2 separate regions of the Arabidopsis thaliana genome follow, and region 2 is linked to region 1. A link is a contact called in public capture Hi-C data. All regions are on one chromosome and are shown on one strand. Each heading gives the region's core, a stretch centred on a gene start, on an enhancer-like site or on the middle of the called end of the contact. The rest is flanking DNA. Distances are from core to core; before and after follow the strand shown. Region 1 holds the start of DMR6 (2-oxoglutarate (2OG) and Fe(II)-dependent oxygenase superfamily protein). Region 2 holds the start of AT5G24760 (GroES-like zinc-binding dehydrogenase family protein).

Region 1 (3,346 bases), core at 86-2,585:
AACAGAAAATGTTAAGAAGACATACCTCACCCTTATATATTTTTGATAGGTAGCCTAGATGCTTTAAAAGCATTTGGTATTATTAATAATTTAGGGTATAATATGATTATATATATACATGGGTTTACAATAGAATCTAAATCTATTCCGGTAAAGATAGTCTACAAATAGCTAATAATATCCTATTTTTGGCAATTCTGACACATCAAAAATCAACAATTATATTAAAGACGTGAGATATGCCATAAACCTGATAGATCGTTTTACCTATTTAAGCACATGCAAGTATATGTTTTTATTCACTATGGAACGTTATAAAATCAATAGAATAGTTACTAGAAAGTATTAGAGAAAGAAAATGTAAAGTAAAATTAGAATTTATCAAAAGAAAATTAGAGGTAAGTTTAAGTGCTTACTTGAAAGAAGGAGGGTTTGACGGCCACTCATTGACATACTTGTGGATAGGATAACAATGGAGTCTTAGATAGTCTCTCCAATTGTTGACTTCTTCTTTCTTCACATTGAAGCTCGTCGATAATCTTGTTGTCTTCGTTGGATCGTCTGAATATAGCTTCATTTTTTCTTCCATAGACATGCTAAAGAACTCACGCGCAACACTCACCATCTCATCTATTATTTGTTTGTTAACTCCGTGATTTATGACCTCGAATGATTAACCACGAAAATAAAAAAAATTAACCACTTTGTATATAAGTTCCGAATGATAATAGTCAGCATAGAACTAGTCAACCATCATAAAGTTGTTGTTTTTTTTGTAGAATTTTATATATAATCTATTTGATTAGAGAAGGTTCATGCTAATTATGTACCACTTTTTAACCAAATACAACAAAAGAAAACACACATATCTTTTTAATAGAAGCAAAAAGCTCATGCGTGATCTAAACGTATATATAATTATAATTAGGTACCTGAAAAAATCCGAATCGGGCACAAGCTTGGTGGATTTGTTGGATGAGAAAAGATCGATCAGTGGAAGAGAGATCGATGAGAGGGAAATCTTCGAGTTGAGAGACTTCAGAGAGACGTGGACGGTCGGAGATTGGCCGGACATAGTTTTCCGGCAAAGTAGTATGACGGAAACCGGTGGATATCAGCTTTGCCGCCATTTGATGTCAGAAAATTGAAGAAGAATCAAAAAGGGTATAAGAGATAAAGGAAGGAAGGCTCGACTTTGAGTATATTATGTATGCGATGTGCATCGATGATATATATAAAACAATGCAGTGTTACTCGGTCCTACTCTCAATTGATTATGTTTTCAAGTGAATTGTTTTTGTTATATAAGTATGCATATTATTCGAATGATTTTTAATTCTTAATCCACCGAATATAGTGGATTTTCGAAAGGACAGCTGTGGGTTTTATAAGATTTATGATTAAAAAATTAAATGTTTGGATATTTTTAAGTGTTTTTTTTAAATACTAGGAGGTTCTTGGTTAATTTGGTTAATGTTTGTAATCTCTTTAACCAACTATTTTTAAGTTTCACCTAAAATCTTTATCAATTAAGCTAATAATACTTAGTTTAAATTGTTTTTATATACTATTTATCTCAATTTTTTTTTCCTTCTTAATTCCATAACAAAACCTAGATTATTTTTTGGGCAAATACATAACCTAGATTAGCTTCCGTGAATCCACAAAACTTTATAATTTTTCTTATTAAGGTATGTAAGAATGGACAAGCTATGAATGACAATTTTTTTCTTAAAACATCTGAAAAACAAATAGTTTTTAATCTAAATTCATAAGAAAAATCTACACACATTACTTCAAACAGAAACAATTAACCCACCAAAAGTAATTTTTCCGATTTTCTTATAAGCTAACTTTAAGATACTCTAACCATCTTATTTATTAAAAAAGAATTACCTTAAGCATCTACCAAAGTTAATATATATTATATTTTAAAAAGTCAGAATAGAATTAATAAATTACGAAATTAATTAACTGCTCAAGATTCAGATTCAGCTAGTTTACAATAAAACGAAAATCAAAATACTCAAGCTCTACATTTTCATTATTTTTACCATAACAAAATTCAGACAAAAAAACATTGATATAATGTCATCATTCTAGCGTCACAGCAGTGACGTCATGAATGATTGTTGTCCAAGGCTTACGACTGTGTCAGCTCAGCATCATATCAGTAATAAGTACTTCGAATGAGATTGGTTTTTTTTATTGTTCGTCGACTTCGGAAGAGAAAAAAATGAGATTAATAACTGCATTGATAAACATTACGATGACAGTAAATAAAATAATTATTTTTGACAACAAGGGCTTGATTAACTATCTTTCCTCTTTCTTTGACCTTTTCAAATTGTGTTTACGAATAAACATTATCATAAGTGACATACTAACGTACAATATTTCGATGTTGACTTTTAAACATACAATATAAAATATAAGCGATTGTGAGGAGTGACAGAGAATACAAAACGAACCGAACCAAACCGATCTAGCTAAATCTATTTTAAATTGTTGTTGATAGCTATTCTCCAGTTAACCGAATCCGCACCATAAAATTCAAATCTCGGTTTGGTTTGGAAAAGCCCATTCGGTTCTTGATCGTAGTCCTAAATAAAGACAATCATTTATTTGATTATTTCGATTGTAAACATAAACTAATATCTTCTTATTTATAATTATTATAATTTTGGTTTTTTTTTTTAGTTTTGGGTATTTCAGTTACTATAAGTTTAAATTTCATTAATATTTGTGGTTATATAACTATATTTTTGTTTAGATTTAGTTAAAACAAATATTCAAGAAAGTGGATTAGAAGATCGTTTAATTAGGCGCTAGCATTCTCGTACTGCTTAAATGTTACTAAAATCAGTTTTATTTTACATAGAGTTAAATTGGTAGATTATGTAACAATTAGGTAGTTATAAGTTATTTAGATAGATTTAAATGTATCTCGGTTTTTATTAAAAAAAATTATCTAGATTGCGTCTTAAAACAGCATTCATATTTTACCTTATTTTAGAACGTAAACTTCTAAACTTATTTTTGAAAAACTGAATTTTTTATGTTAAAATAATTTATTCATGTTATTTTTATTATATTATGTTAAACAAAGATATGTAACTTATTTTTTGAATTATAAAAATTGTTTGAAAATCGTTTAGAGTTTGATTAAATATTTAATGAACTAGACAGAAATTTGTCGTGATTGTTATCTTAGTACTTTTATTAAACAATGAACATCATTTTCATTTTTATTTTCATTTGGCAGAACAATGAATACAAGTATACAACCTGTTAAATAAGACAAGTACCCATCAAAGAATGATTTTCTTGAAACTAAAAAATCGAA
Region 2 (3,760 bases), core at 708-3,207, 120 kb before region 1:
AAGCATTTGCATCAGTCGAAGCCTTTCACGTACACTAATTATTATCTGTTATCTCTTTGTTGCCAGAAACATATATGCATTCTTAGCATTTGGTTTACAGTTTTTGAAGTAGTACGTTATCAGTTATTAAAAAACTTTAAAAGTGAATTTTTCAAATTTCTCTGATTTCCAATATAGTTTTGCAATAAAAATTTATTTATAAAATGGATTTTAAAACCTTAAATCTTTAACTTGTTGGATCGAGTGATAGAGAGCAGAGTTTAAGATGGTTTTGAGTATCAATGTTGTTTATTACCAATTCGTTACCTAGATCTTTAAGTTAGCAAAAAAAAATTCGTTACCTAGATCTTCTTGTGTTATCCTACAAGATGAATTGAACTTCTTTTGCGTTTTACATTGATCGCATCAAATTGAATTCAATTCTTGGACCACGTACAGATTATTTGTTCGCCGGCTACAATTGATCTTCACGCTGGTATATAGAATAATATATTTTCTTGGGTCAGTTAAAGAATTATAAGTCTGTTTATCAAAACAAACAACTAATAATATGTCATTCCACGAAAAAATATATATATAACAAATAGATTTTTATTTTAAGTGGGTTATTGGTTGGTATTTTTAATCAACTCACCATATTTAATCAATAATTCAATATCATGTGATATGCTATTTGTTTAGAGATTTCTAAATACTAGTTGAAATCTAATGTGACTTTTTGGCCTTATAGGGTTCCAATTTGACATGATCCCGTGCATACTTACAGAGGTTCGGAGTTTCCATGGGCTAGCATCTTTTTATAGGCGTTTATTTAATATTCGACTATACTTGAATTTTAGCAAAAAAAATGATTCACAAACTAGTTAAAACATACAAGACCATTTTGCAAAAAAAAAAAAAAAAAAAAAAAAAAAAAGAGAGTGATATTTTATTTTTGTTATTATTAATCTATTAATCAGGACCAATTATGGTGGCCAGATACGTTGAACCTACACATGAACAAATATACACGTGCCTCTCCACGAGTGTTAGGTGTGAATATATATATATATATTGCATGGGGACAAGCCTCGGTCATATTCTATGTTGCATGTGTCTCTCTATATCTATTGATCGTTGTCCATTTTCTGCGTAATGAAAGTGAGTATTTTTTTCATGAGTTTCATGATCATATCATTATCACCCGACTATGTACCAATGCACCAATTACTCAAATCATGGTCACGACTCACGACAATTCATGTAAACAATTTAACAACGATACATTACAATTTGTAGCTAGGAAATTATAAAGTTTGTGGTTTGGAAGATAACAATTAAAACCAATAAAACTTTAACAAAAAAAACAATTAAAACCAATAAACAATCTCCTTTTCTTTTGTCATCGATCAAGATTTTTTTTTTTATCGATTATGAATTTTATTAAAAACTGAAAGTTCAAAAGGGTACATAAAATTAGAAAGGACATAGAAAACCAGACCAGAAAAAAACTTGAAACAAATCAAACTCTAATCTCTTGCTGCACCAAGATCATGAAGCCAAGAAGACTCTCCAAGTGTTTTAGAACAATTAAAACGTTCAAATCCAATGAACCATCTCTTTTGGTCCTTTATTTTAAGAGAAAATATTATAAAAAGAGGAACTTTTTTCTCCAGTATTTCACTTCCTGGAAAAAAAGTAAAATTATGAATAGTACTACATCATAATGTTAATGTATGTGAGGGAATACTATTCATCAAACTCATCTTTTCTCAAAATGATGTACCATTTGAAAAATAATTTCCTCATTTTTCAATTTAATCGTATCATGAATATAATGGAGTAAGATAAGCCCAATAGAGCCCACTATAAAAAGCCCAATAATATTATTCTCATCTCATGTCCTCGTTTCTTTCACAAAAAAGTTTTTTTTTTGGTTTCTTTGGTTTCATGTAATTCCATAAGAATGTCGAACGCAGAAGAAACTAAAATTAGATTTGAATAATTGAATCCATTGCAAGACTTAGGATGAAGTTTCGGATTAGTTGACGAAAAGGGTTGGTGGCGGGAATAACTTTCATCGAACGTGGGACCTCTAAAGCTGTAAAGTCAGCATTTTTTTAACTTTGTTGAATCACTTAAGCTCAATGGTGGTTGGTGGTGATTCGGTGTTAGGTGAAGAACCTCTGTTTCTTCCTCTTCTTCTTCAGGGTCGGTGTTAGGTGATGAAGCTCCGTTTTTTCGTTTTCGTCTTCTTCTTCTTCAAGGTCTCTTCGTTTTGTGCTTGAAGTAAGAAAATTTGGGAGAACAATGTCGGCTTCTTCTTCCTCCTTTGAACAACCTCAAGTCATAACCTGCAACGGTATAAAAAAAGGTTTTTTTTGTATTTGTTGATGAAAGATTAGGGTTTTTGATTGAGAAATTCTGTAGCGGCGGTGGCATGGCGTGCTGGTGAGCCATTGGTTATGGAGGAAGTTGAAGTGAGTCCACCTCAACCACTTGAGATCAGAATTAAAGTTGTATGTACATCTCTCTGTCGTAGTGATCTCTCTGCTTGGGAATCTCAGGTTTGCAGTTTCTCTTCTTTACTATAACCTGTTCATGTATTTGGCTTTATAAGTGTCTCTGATGAAGTCTCCATTTATGGTACAGTCTCTTTTGCCTCGAATATTTGGCCATGAAGCTGCAGGGTAAGTTACTTCTGTTCATAACCTCATTTCTAGATTATGTAGAATGTGGTGTGAAATTGAGTGTTCTGTTGTCATTCTTAGTGTGATGTAGCACCATTGTTGCAGTCTTTGGTATAGGACTATTATAACTAGATTTGCCAGCTCAAGAGCAGACCTTTCGTGGGTTAGTTGAGAGGTGAAGGTTTAAAGAAGAGCGAGGAGAATGCGTTGCATTCTGGATTTGTCTAGGGTCTTGGTTTAGGCATTGGTCGAGAGTTAGAGACTTTGCTCATTATTCAAGTGTCTTCTATGGTCTACTTCTTTGTGAATTGAGTGAAAGAAAGAGTTTACTGGTTTGAATCCTATCATTGTGTCCATGTATGTTTCTGCAGTATAGTGGAGAGCATTGGAGAAGGTGTAACTGAGTTTGAAAAAGGAGATCATGTGCTTGCTGTATTCACTGGAGAATGTGGGTCATGTCGGCATTGCATATCTGGGAAAAGTAACATGTGTCAGGTTCTTGGAATGGAGAGGAAAGGTTTGATGCATAGTGATCAGAAGACACGCTTCTCCATCAAAGGCAAACCTGTTTACCATTACTGCGCGGTTTCAAGTTTCAGCGAGTACACTGTGGTTCACTCTGGCTGTGCTGTCAAAGTCGATCCACTGGCACCTCTGCATAAAATTTGTCTTCTAAGCTGTGGAGTAGCTGCAGGTAGTTAAAAAATAATGTTTTTAAAGTGATGAAATGCCAACAATTATCTATAGTCAGTACTGAGAATCTTGGGTGTAAATTTAGGTCTTGGTGCAGCATGGAATGTTGCTGATGTACAAAAAGGTTCAAGTGTTGTGATATTTGGTCTTGGAACTGTCGGTCTTTCTGTAAGTATAGATACAGAAGTTTTGATGATTCTGTTTTAATGGAGTCTGATGTGGGATTAATCTCCTATGAGTAGGTTGCTCAAGGTGCCAAACTTAGAGGAGCAGCTCAAATACTTGGGGTTGATATAAATCCCGCTAAGGCTGAACAAGGTATATCATGGCAGTAAGATATAATGCGGTTCTGGACTGGTTTTGAGTGTTTCTTATTTGTTACAGCAAAGACATTTGGT

The links. Capture Hi-C pulls out chosen DNA fragments and counts their contacts.
Region 2: a contact with region 1 is called in a capture Hi-C map of seedling, with 1.8 times the contacts expected there. The contact joins the promoter of AT5G24760 here to the promoter of DMR6 in region 1. A contact is called at or near these places in 2 of 26 Hi-C or Micro-C datasets (callus and root) and 1 of 3 other capture datasets (seedling).

The regions. Positions count from the first base shown.
Region 1 is chr5:8,376,748-8,380,093 of TAIR10.1, reverse strand. DMR6 (2-oxoglutarate (2OG) and Fe(II)-dependent oxygenase superfamily protein) reads right to left here and starts at 1,335. Exons shown (of 4, transcript NM_122361.4): 1 at 933-1,335; 2 at 417-664. The coding sequence starts at 1,130.
Region 2 is chr5:8,495,775-8,499,534 of TAIR10.1, reverse strand. AT5G24760 (GroES-like zinc-binding dehydrogenase family protein) reads left to right here and starts at 1,957. Exons shown (of 10, transcript NM_122385.5): 1 at 1,957-2,341; 2 at 2,410-2,546; 3 at 2,632-2,669; 4 at 3,041-3,363; 5 at 3,448-3,530; 6 at 3,605-3,680; 7 at 3,747-3,760. The coding sequence starts at 2,290.